2 separate regions of the Astyanax mexicanus genome follow, and region 2 is linked to region 1. The links are chromatin contacts, called in public Hi-C maps. All regions are on one chromosome and are shown on one strand. Each heading gives the region's core, a stretch centred on a gene start, on an enhancer-like site or on the middle of the called end of the contact. The rest is flanking DNA. Distances are from core to core; before and after follow the strand shown.

Region 1 (6,090 bases), core at 249-2,748:
TCTCACTGTATGAGATCATCAATCACACCTGCAGTTTACACTGTGAACTCTTCAGTCCAGGTCACAGGCAGGACTGTAGAGCTGAAAGCACAAGACCCTTATACTCAAACCTGACCATCAACAGTCAGCATTGGTGGTGTTTGTGCGCGATTGTTTGTGCGCGAGTGTTTGTGCGCGAGTGTTTGTGCGCGAGTGTTTGTGCGCGAGTGTTTGTGCGCGAGTGTTTGTGCGCGAGTCTGTTTGTGCGCGAGTCTGTTTGTGCGCGAGTCTGTTTGTGCGCGAGTGTGTTTGTGCGAGTGTGTTTGTGCGAGTGTGTTTGTGCGAGTGTGTTTGTGCGAGTGTGTTTGTGCGAGTGTGTTTGTGCGAGTGTGTTTGTGCGAGTGTGTTTGTTTGTGCGAGAGTGTTTGTGCAAGTGTTTGTATGTTATTTAATACTGACTCTGAGCTGAACTGTATACAGGTAAGGAGGCGATGCTGACGCAGAAGGACTACGAGACGGCGTCTCTGTCGGAGATCAAAGCTCTGCTGAAGAAACACGAAGCGTTCGAGAGCGACCTCGCCGCCCACCAGGACCGCGTGGAGCAGATCGCCGCAATCGCACAGGAGCTGAAGTGAGAGAGACTCCAAGATCATTATCAAAACCTCAGAGAGAAGAGTGATGTAGCTAGTGTATTAAACCTGTGTGTGTGTGTGTGTTATAGTGAACTGGACTACTATGACTCCCCGAGTGTAAACGCCCGCTGTCAGAAGATCTGTGAGCAGTGGGACGTCCTGGGATCTCTCACACAGAGCCGCAGGGAGTCCCTGGAGGTACACATTACTCATACTCGTATACTCACACTCGTACACTCACACTGCTTACATTAACACACATTGTGTTTGTGTGTGTGTGTGTGTGCAGAGGACGGAGAAACAGCTGGAGTCGATTGATGAGTTGTACCTCGAGTACGCCAAGAGGGCGGCGCCTTTCAACAACTGGATGGAAGGAGCGATGGAGGACCTGCAGGACATGTTCATCGTCCACAACATCGAGGAGATCCAGGTACTGTAGCCCCGCCTTCTAACTGCCTTTAGCTACTTCTACTTCTAATTACTGGCACTTCTTGCCTCTAAAGTAACTAATTCTAGCTGCCTTTGGCCCTGACCTGACTACCACTAATTTAACCTGTTGGTCCATGAGTGGTTTCTGACTGCATCTATCAGACCCTGACTGCGTTTATCTGGCACTGAATGCCGGTTACTGGTCTTGTCTCTCCCTTAATCTCTTTTTCTGCCTTTAAAGGATTCCTTCTGCCTCTATTTGTCCCTGTATCCCTCTTTCTGCTCCTGACTTCCTCAGTCTGCCTCTGGTTGATTCTGTCTCTGAGTGTTGTTGATGTTTCTCTCCCGGTTGCAGGGTTTGATCACAGCTCATGAACAGTTTAAAGCTACTCTTCCCGAGGCCAATAAGGAGCGCGAGGCCATTCAGGCCATCCAGGCCGAGGTCCAGAAGATTGCCCAGTACAACGGCATCAAACTGGCAGGAACCAACCCCTACACCACCATCACCCCCAGCAGCATCGACAGCAAATGGGACAAGGTATGATACCGAGGGGTGTGACACCCCCTGTGGCTGTTACTTTGATTCTTGTGATGGTTGTGATAGATGTGATTGAGTACTGTGTGTGTGATGGAGATGATGGAGAATGTCTCCCCCCTGTGGCGGCTGTGTGCAGGTGCAGAAGCTGGTTCCTCAGCGAGACCAGGCGCTGCAGGAGGAGCTCGCCCGCCAGCAGTCCAACGACCACCTCCGGCGCCAATTCGCCAACCAGGCCAACATTGTCGGACCCTGGATCCAGAACAAGATGGAGGTCAGTCAGGATCAGGGTCACCTGATCTCGAGCCGTCACAGTACCAAAGCTCTGATGAGCGCCTGTTCCATCAGGTTTATTCCTTTTCTCTACGGACTTTTACCCTGTTAAATTGTGTGTGTGTGTGTGTGTGTGTGTGTGTGTGCAGGAGATCGGCAGGATATCTATAGAGATGAATGGAACTCTGGAGGATCAGCTGACCCACCTGCGGCAGTACGAGCAGAGCATCATCGACTACAAACCCAACATCGACCAGCTGGAGGGAAATCACCAGCTCATCCAGGAGGCTCTCATATTCGACAACAAGTACACCGCCTACACCATGGAGGTACTGAAATACATAGCATTTTAGTAAATTTGGTTGTGAATTTATTAGTAAATTTATTGTTGAATTTGTTGGTAAATTAATGGTACAAATTGAAGAAAAGAGACACAGTCTGACAGAGCAATCCAATTATTAATATTAAGTATAAAGATACTTCGTAGTTGGTGACGACAGGATGTAGAACATTTCTTTAGTCTGTCATTAACCTGCAGTGTGAAACCAAATCTGACTGGATCACACAAAGCTAAGTACTGAGACTTTCAAGTGTAAAAACGCCATTTGTTAATAAAATTATTGGTAAATTTATAGAGAAAAATAATATGTATATTGTGTGTGTATGTTGTGTTGTGCAGCACCTGCGCGTGGGCTGGGAGCAGCTCCTCACCACCATCGCTCGAACCATCAACGAGATTGAGAACCAGATCCTCACCCGCGACGCCAAGGGCATCAGCCAGGAACAGCTCCACGAGTACCGAACGTCCTTCAACCACTTCGACAAGGTCAGGAACTCCCCCACCGTACAGCGCTTACACTAATACACTATTATCACTATTATCACTAATATCACTATTATCACTATACAGTGCACACAGTAATCATACACATACTACTGCAATCAGACGCTTACAGAAAACATATTCATCATTATTGTTATATATCACCTGTTATATAATAATACGCTTACAGTAACCCTGATAAACATTATTATCTAGAATATTTACTATTACTACTGAAAATACAGCTCTGAAAAAAATAAGAGATCACTTCAGTTTCTGAATCAGTTCCATAGATTTAGCTATTTATAGGTTTATGTTTGAGTAAAATGAACATTGTTGTTTTATTCTATAAACTACAGACAACATTTCTCCCAAATTCCAAATAAAAATATTCTCATTTAGAGCATTTATTTACAGAAAATGAGAAATGACTTTCAGACCTCAAATAATGCAAAGAAAACAAGTTCATATTCATAAAGTTTTAAGAGTTCAGAAATAATCAATATTTGGTGGAATAATCCTGGTTGTTTATAATCACAGTTTATTTCATGCATCTTAGCATCATGTTCTCCTCCACCAGTCTTACACACTGCTTTTGGATAACTTTATGCTGCTTTACTCCTGGTGTAAAAATTCAAGCAGTTCAGTTTGGTGGTTTGATGGTTTGTGATCATCCATCTTCCTCTTGATTATATTCCAGAGATTTGATAAAATCAAAGAAAATCATCATTTTTAGGTGCTCTCTTATTTTTTTCTCCAGAGCTGTATATATGTATGTGATTATTTATATGTAGAATATATGTAAATATATGTGTAGTTTGTATAATTTGTCTCTGTCGTGCTCCAGCTGTAAGATTGGGTGGATGAATTGAGTAAATGTTGAGTAAATGTTGAGTAAATGTTGACATGAGAAGATTTAGTTTAGTCTGATTTTCATCCTGAACCTCAATTAAACTGTTAAACCTGCTGAGGAGGAACATCACCAGACTCAGATAGAACTGAAGAACCCGGTTCTAGATAGTTCCTCAGTGAGGGGGTACAGTGCAGAACCGAGCCAGACTCCTCCCCCTTCTTCACCATCTTCACCACACCATCCCACACATCCTCCAATCACATCCTCCCATTAAACACCTCACACTGCTGAGGAAGCTCTGCCCACCAGGGTATAAGAGGACACGCCCACCAGTGTATAGAGAAAGTTATAAATAAATAAACCTTGCTAAAAATACGCTATTTAAAAATTTTCCCCAAGAGGGCGTGGCTTTACTCTAATGATGCAACATATTTAGTCTATAAATCTATAAATATTCTATTTTAATAATCGATACAGATAATAAATAAAGTGGTATTTTTTTAAAAAGGTAAGAAACTAGAAAAAAAAGTTGTTAGAAAAGCCTTGAACTGTTCTTTTAATTTCCTTTAATTAATATCTCAATTAAGCAGTTATTGAACTAATTTAAATACATTATTTAAGCTGGCCCCGCCCCTTTAGCGGTTAATTGCATTCAGACGAGTAAAATCAGACTTGAGTTAGTGTGGTAACATGATCACTCAGATTCATTCACATTCGTTTCCATTATTTTGTCCCATCATGTTTGTCTTTCCTTTTTTTTTGACATCTGTCTTGTTTTGTCTCCGCCCCTTTTTTTCTTTGTTTGTTTGTTTGCTGGTTGGTTGGTTTCATCCACGTCCATGCATGCTGTGCTGTTGTGATGTGACGTCATGTGATTTCGTGGCCACACCCACCTCCATCCATAACCATCTTCCACCCATTCTGACTGCTCCGCCCCCCGCGGTGTTGGTGTGCTGTGATTGCCCGGCTGCAGGATCACGGCGGCGCGCTGCAGGCCGAGGAGTTTAAGGCGTGTTTGATCAGCTTGGGGTACGACGTGGAGAACAACAAACAGGTACGAGAGAGAGAGAGGGGGGGGGAGAGGGCGAGCGAGGGATGGGTGTTGCTGGGCTGCTGAATGCGTTTCTGCACTCGTTTATCCTCCACTCGTTTATCACTCCATCACCCGCCGCTAGCGCCCCCACAGCGCCCCCGCTGGCCGGCTCCGAGCGTGGCGTGGTCATGTGACGTCTCTCTTAACGCTGCTTCTCTTTTTCTGTTCCTTTTTTTTTGTCATCCATCAACTTTACTGTCCTCCTTCATCCCTCTATCCCTCTATCTCTCTATCCCTCTCTCTTTATATGCACACTCTCTCTCTATCTCTCTCTCTCTGTATCTCATCTTTATCGCTCCGTCTGTCTCGCCTGCCCCCCTGCTGTCTGGCTGCCTCCCTCCCTTCATCCCTTCATCCCCCTCTTCTTCCTCCTCATCCCTCCATCCTCCCGCGGGTCAGAAGCGAACGGGCGTCATGGACTCGGACGATTTCCGCGCACTGCTCATTTCCACTGGGACCAACCTGGTACTGCTCTAACTACACCTCCCTCTCTCTCTCTCTCTCTCTTTCTCTAACTACACCTCCCTCCCTCTCTCTCTCTCTCTCTCTTTCTCTAGCTACACCTCCCTCTCTCTCTCTCTCTCTCTCTCTTTCTCTAACTACACCTCCCTCCCTCTCTCTCTCTCTCTCTCTCTCTAACTACACCTCCCTCCCTCTCTCTCTCTCTCTCTCTCTCTCTCTCTCTCTCTCTTTCTCTAACTACACCTCCCTCTCTCTCTCTCTCTCTCTCTCTCTCTCTTTCTCTAACTACACCTCCCTCTCTCTCTCTCTCTCTTTCTCTTTCTCTAACTACACCTCCTCTCTCTCTCTCTCTCTCTCTCTCTCTCTCTCTCTCTCTCTCTCTCTCTCTCTCTCTTTCTCTAACTACACCTCCCTCTCTCTCTCTCTCTCTCTCTTTCTCTTTCTCTAACTACACCTCCCTCTCTCTCTCTCTCTCTTTCTCTTTCTCTAACTACACCTCCCTCTCTCTCTCTCTCTCTCTCTTTCTCTTTCTCTAACTACACCTCCCTCTCTCTCTCTCTCTCTTTCTCTTTCTCTAACTACACCTCCCTCTCTCTCTCTCTCTCTCTCTTTCTCTTTCTCTAACTACACCTCCCTCTCTCTCTCTCTCTCTTTCTCTTTCTCTAACTACACCTCCCTCTCTCTCTCTCTCTCTCTCTCTTTCTCTAACTACACCTCCCTCTCTCTCTCTCTCTCTCTCTCTTTCTCTAACTACACCTCCCTCCCTCTCTCTCTCTCTCTCTCTCTCTAACTACACCTCCCTCCCTCTCTCTCTCTCTCTCTCTCTCTCTCTCTCTCTTTCTCTAACTACACCTCCCTCTCTCTCTCTCTCTCTCTCTCTCTCTCTCTCTCTCTTTCTCTAACTACACCTCCCTCTCTCTCTCTCTCTCTTTCTCTTTCTCTAACTACACCTCCCTCTCTCTCTCTCTCTCTCTCTCTCTCTCTCTCTCTCTCTCTTTCTCTAACTACACC
Region 2 (6,388 bases), core at 1,069-3,568, 38 kb before region 1:
TAAAATATCAAGAGTCTGCAGATCAAACTTTATTTTTACTCTGGAATCACTGAGAGTTTACTGTATAAAAGGGACTGAAAATATTTAATAAGAAATAATAAGGAACAAAATAGTAAAAAATATATAAATAAAAGAAAAACTCACTGTAAATCAACATTTAATATATTTGGATAAAATATATGTATATTTCAAAAGCTAAAAAATAAAAAAAATCTAAAAGACCATATAACAAATTGACATAAAAAAGTAAAGAATTAAATTATAGAATTAAACAGCCTTTCTGAAGGTGAGTAGAAACTAAAAGTTTAAAAGGATTCAGTAGTGATGAAGATGTAATGATGAGGATGATGATGATAATTGTGGTCTGATGGTGAAATCCTGTTGTGAGCTGAAGCGTTAAAATATTCACTGAATGAATGGAGAGGAATGTGGGCGGGGCCAGCGCTGAGCCATGACACGCTCATTAACATTCATTACATATTTTAGTTCTTCTTCACCTGTTTAATATTCATAATAATAAATATGAAATAAAATAAATAACATCAGGGTTAGAGTAAATATTTCTGGATAGTTGCTGCTTTAATATCATTCACAAATATATGTACACACACACACACACACACACACACACACATATATATATATATATATATATATATATATATATATATATATATATATATAGTTTTGTATATTATATATATACAGTATATCATAATACTCATTTATTTTTAGTATTTTCAACTACTACTTGCTTATTGACTCCTCCCCTTTCCCTGGAGGAGTTTTGGAGCATCTGTGTTTAATATTCATAAGCAGTGGGCGTGTCTTTAGTTTATCCCTCCTTCAAGATATTTCAGCAGACTACATTGAATCCCGGTCATGCAGCTTGCCATCAGCTGCTGGAGCCCTGAGAGAGCACAGTGGGTCTTGCTCTCTCTCTGGCCTGGGTACAGTACAGTAGATGGCGCTCTCTCTTTCCCCTCATCACTCCTAGGGTGATGTGGATCAGCACAAGGCTGCGTCTGTGAGCTGATGTATCAGAACCGAGTCGCTGCACTTTATTGACATAAAAAATAAAGAATTTCTATAATATAAAATAAAGAAAAAGATAATAATAGCAATAAAGTATTAAATATTATAAAAAAGTATGTATATAAATAAATAAAACAAATGAAAAATTTAAATACACACATAGGCACTTTCCTCTGAGCGTTAGGTCTGTGATGCTACTCAGCAATGCTACAGCATCAGCAGCAGTTCAAAAAGAGGCGGAGTCTGACTTCACATGTATCGGAGGAGGCGTGTGCTGGTCTTCTTAACCCTCCTGGTGTTGGAGCATCACTAGTGATAGGGGGAGTCCTAACGAGGGGGTTGGGTACTTGGCTGTGTAAACTGGGGAGAAAATGGGATAAAATTAGAAATAATAATAATAAAAGAAATGTAAACCCTCATCACAGTCCCTTTCCATCAGCCTGACCCGACTCGGAACTGAAACTGGTGAGATTAGAGCTGCTGAAATCTTTATTTTTATGAGAGAGTGATTTAGTGTAAGGAACTTTATGAAAATGTTTTATATAAAACAAAGAATTATTCATGTTCATCCAGCTCTCAGTTTTAATATTAATGCACTGTGAGCGGGTTTGTATAGTAGCACTTTCACCTTTTTGCTAGTGTTATATTTTATAGACAGATGGAATTTTATTGATCCTAAATGAAATAAGAATCAGTCAATCTTTATTTTTACTGGGGAATACATTGAGGGTGACCCCTTATTTATAATACAACCGAGCATTTAAAGTATAAAAGTATTTGAAAATATTTAATAAGAAATTAGAAATAATAATAATAATAATAATAATAATAATAGAAATACAAATTTTGTCAAATAAATAAAAAAAATCTAAAAAGACCATAAAAGAATTGACACATAAAAAATAAAGAATTTCTATAATATAAAATAAAGAAAAAGATAATAATAGCAATAAAGTATTAAATATTATAAAAAGTATGTATATAAATAAATAAAACAAATTAAAAATTTAAATACACACATAGGTGATGTTATAAGTTACTACAGAAAGTATGATAGTTACAGTCGCTTTAATCAACATTTAACAGCGTTTATTATTGTCGTAATTCTATAAAATATACATAATTTTTACTTACTAAACCACTCACTCAGTACTTCAGTACTTTAGTACAGTATTTTAATATTAATGAGCAGTGGGCGTGTCCGTCACACGTCCCTCCCCTTTCCTGGAGGTTCTCGGGCACTCCCGTGTTGAATATTAACGTAGAGTGGGCGTGTCCGGAATGTGCCCCTCCCCCACCTCCCCGGGTGGCGTATCAGTGCTCCGCTGGCTCCCCGAAGCTCCGACTGTCTCCGCCGCCGCCGACCGACCGAACCGCCGCCGCCGCACCGCGCTAGCGTTCATCTGTTCCCCGGCTGAGAGACTCGAGGCGCCCCGGTTCGCTCCAGTTTGCCCTGCTATGGTTGATTACCACGCCGCCAACAGCGCCTCATCCTCCGGCCAGACCAGCTACATGGAGCCGGAGAGCGACTGGGACCGAGACCTGCTGCTGGACCCGGCCTGGGAGAAGCAGCAGAGGAAGGTGAGCTGTGGGGCGGCCGCGCTGCTCAGGAAAGCCCGGGGCTTTGCTCGGGGCCTGGGCTTGATCTTGGGTGTTGGTTTAAAACCGAGTTAACATTGATTTCTTGCTGTTTTTTAGCGATTTAAACCGTTTTTTGGGTGGTTCGAAGGCGGTTTGGTGGATTAAAATGGCTGAGGGCTGCACTGCTTAATTTATTTGTATTAATATGTATTTAATGAATTTAATGTAGTATAGAGGGGAGTAGAGGAGGTGTTGTTGTGTTGGGTTTATAATAATAATAATATTTAGCAGTGTATTTAAGAGTTAAAGGTCGGTAGGGTGGATAGTTGAATTGTGTTAAACACATTGAGCCAGCCACATTGAGTGAGTGTGAACGGTAGGAATGGTTGGTTGGGTTGGGCTGTGTTGTGGGAGTGGGGCACATTTTTGGGATTTTTAGGTGGTTGCCCTGGTAGATTGTGTGGGTTCTTGTGGTGTTGTCGAAGAAAATGCTTTGTTTAATGTTTTCACAAATTTTGAAGTGTTTTGGATAATTTCTGACAGTTTCAGACAATGCTAAAGTTGGCTACGGCTTGGAATTGCCCGTTCCACCTTAAATGATCCAGCAGTTCCATTCTGTCGACTCGAGGCGCCAGAATGAAACTGCTGGACCATTTAAGGTGGATCGAGCAATTCCAAGACGAAGGCAACTTCAGCCTCATAGTTTAGTGGCAGTTTAGTGAAGAATTTTCCTTCTTATTATATTCTATAACCATCTCTAATCATTAATCAATCCAATGAACGTCTTTTCCCGTTTTCCCTCTTCATCTAATCAATCAACTTGATCAGTTTGATTGCTTTGATCTTCCATGCGAACGATAAAGTAGAAGAATTCTCTCTTAAGCAAGCAGAGCGGCATAAAGAACAAATCAATGATTTACAGCGCCGCCCTCTTTTGAAGGAATTCCCCACGTCTGATTGGTCCAGTGCCACGTCAGTCACTCCGAGGCGAGCGTTCTGATTGGCTGAGAGGGTGCAGGGTGAAATAAAAACCCAAGTGTTTACTTAGTTTTGAGTTTCTGAGTTTTAAGTTTCTGCTGAGCCGCAGGAACATCAGGGTTCTTGATTCCTGATTCCAGTGTTTTAAAAAGTTTCGTAATCGCTCAGTACCTGTGATTTACCTGTCGGACTGTGGTTCACACCTGAAGGCAGGTGTGTTTACCTGTGCTGCGTGCACAGGTTCAGGTTTGGTGTGTATAATTAAGCTTAACTGCCCCCACTAAACAGTCCTTCCAGTTTAGACTTGTTGGAACGCCTTTCCTGGTGTAATAATGCTGAAGTGGGTAAGTTGTGTTCCCCGGGAACCTCTGGGGAACATCTGGTGAATGTCTGTAGCACCTCTATTCCACCTGTGAAGTATGAACAGGTTTATTGTGTCCAAATACAACCAGTTAAATTTAGCATCAGTGCTCCCTTGTTGTAGTGGGAGTGGTCTAAACGTTAAAGTTTTTTTTTTTTTTTATCAAGAGTGGCTTGTTGACTCTGTTGTGCTGAAGGTCGCCTGGGCGGACGCCTGGTCCTACGTTGTTATCTGTTATCTTGCACAGTTTCGAATCACTGAACGCAGAGATTCCTGTTCCCCTGCTTTACTACATTACTAGACATTGTGTAGATTTGATTGTATTCATGTTGGGCAGGTTTTAAAGTAGTGTAAGGGTTTTAGTATTGGAGGCGTGTTGGGTTTAAAATGTTTGGTGGGTTTGGGTTTTGGAGGTGTGTTAGATTTGGTTCTTGGAGGCTTGTTGTTTTTTAGATGTTTGGGTTTTGGAGGCTTGTTGGATTTTAGATGCTTGGGTCTTGGTGGCTTGTTTGGTTTTAGATGTTTGGCAGGTTTGGTTTTTAGATGTTTTGGTGGGTTTAAGTCTTGGGGGCTTGTTGGGTTTGGGTCTTGGAGGCTTGTTGGAATTTAGGTTTTTGGGGGGTTTGGGTCTTGGAGGCTTGTTATTTCTTGGGTTTATTGGGTTGTTGAGGGTTTCTGGCTATTTTATGGTTTATTGGGTTCTGAATGTTTTCCTGAGTTTGCTTAGAATTCTTGTTTCTTTTTGGGTCTTCTAGGTTTGTTCGGGTTCGGTTGTTTCCTGGGTGGTTTGTTGGATCGCTGATGTTTCCTGGCTTTGTTATGGTTTCCTGTGTTTATTGAGTCCTTGATGTTTATTGGGTCTTGGAAGTAGAACTAATTTGTTGGGGTTTCCTGGGTTTATTGGGTTTATTGGGAGATTTTTTGAGGAGGCTTGTTGTTAGTTTTCGGGTGTTTCCAATGTTTGTTTAGGTTTTCTGGGTTTATTGGATCCTTGGCATTTATTGAGTCCTGGGGGTATAATGGGTTTGCTGAGGTTTCCTGGGTATCCTGGACTTCCATGGTTTATTGGGTTCTGTACTTTATTGGGTCATAAGGGTGTTGTTCCGTCTTGGGGGCTTGTTGGATTTTCTTTGGGTGTTCCTGGGTTTGTTGAGCTTTCAGGTGTTTGTGGTTTGTTGGGGTCTTGGATATTTCATAGTCCTAGACATTGATGGGTCTTAGTGAGTCTTTTAGATTTTCTGTGTCTGTTGGATCCTGGAAAGCCGTTTGGTTTCTTTAAATTTTTATGTTTTTTTGAATTTCTGGGTTTAGTAGGTCCTTATTGACATCAGACATGTTTGGATCCTGAATATTTTATGGGTTCTGGAGGTTTGGTAGGTTTAAATAGGTTTGAAGGATTGTCAGGTTGACTTTTTGTTTCCTGGACATTTTTGGGGTATACACGATTGTTGTTCTGAGGGTCCCAAGGTCTCAGGGTCCAAAAGCCTGTGGGTCCAAAAGTCTGGAGGTCTGAAGGTCCGGGGGTCTGAAGGTCCGGGGATTTAAAGCTCTGGGGGTCTGAAGAAGGTCGGGGGGTCTGAAGAAGGTCGGGGGTCGGGGGGTTTTAGTAGTCAGACTCTCTGCTCCTCTTTACTCCCCTGCTGCTGCTGGAAGCTTCAGAGAATGAAGCGTAATCGCTTCCCTGGCCGGCGCTGGAATGTGTGTTGTGTGTGTGTTGCGAGTGTGTGTTGCGAGTGTGTGTTGCGAGTGTGTGTTGCGAGTGTGTGTTGCGAGTGTGTGTTGCGAGTGTGTGTTGCGAGTGTGTGTTGCGAGTGTGTGTTGCGAGTGTGTGTGTGTTGCAGTGTGGGCTGTAATAACTCATTCCGCTGGCTGGCGGTGGGGCAGTCTGCTCAGCCCGTGTGGCACAGATCAAAGGGGTTCCTCTGAAAAGCATGAAAGTGGAATTCTGGCCCGGACCAGATCCACCATCGGCCCAGCCGAGTTCTGACCGGCCCACGTCAGTGTAGAACTGAGAATGATGTGGGTGTGGTCAGTAAACACCCACAACACCAGAGAACCGTGACTGTTACACGACTGATCGTCAGTCTTCAGTTCCAAACACAAACATCAGAAACTTGCTTTCTTTGGTTTTTGGTGTCTAGAATACACAGGAACATTCAGAGCTTGATCTGAAGCATGTCTACTGCATATCTAGAACCCCACTCTACTGCTCCTTTCTTACAGCCTATCTAGAACCCCTGGAATGAGTAGAGAACTCACTGAGTAAACTGATTGATGTGGACCATGATCAGGTTCTGAGTTGTTCAATGGTGCAGAGATAAGCCACCTCTGAATGTACAAATACTAAAAACCTGACCAACCACATGCAGTACCACAGCTACCCCTTCACTACACCAGAGCAACCAACTTAGACATTATAGTAACTGCCCTAAA

What was found. A called contact is a pair of places that touch in the nucleus more often than the background predicts.
Region 2: a contact with region 1 is called in a Hi-C map of muscle, with 14 times the contacts expected there. The contact joins the promoter of actn4 here to the enhancer-like site in region 1. A contact is called at or near these places in 3 of 3 Hi-C or Micro-C datasets (blood and muscle).

Annotation. Positions count from the first base shown.
Region 1 is chr4:58,683,034-58,689,123 of AstMex3_surface, reverse strand. It overlaps actn4 (actinin, alpha 4), which reads left to right. Exons shown (of 21, transcript XM_022668351.2): 12 at 460-610; 13 at 701-809; 14 at 901-1,041; 15 at 1,396-1,578; 16 at 1,715-1,849; 17 at 1,998-2,177; 18 at 2,528-2,674; 19 at 5,017-5,082. Among protein-coding and RNA genes, the nearest start is that of f3b, 21 kb to the right of the region's middle. Within about 2 kb of position 1,498, the one cell type or tissue checked has an H3K27ac peak away from gene starts, as active enhancers do.
Region 2 is chr4:58,721,469-58,727,856 of AstMex3_surface, reverse strand. actn4 (actinin, alpha 4) reads left to right here and starts at 2,318. Exons shown (of 21, transcript XM_022668351.2): 1 at 2,318-2,616. The coding sequence starts at 2,494.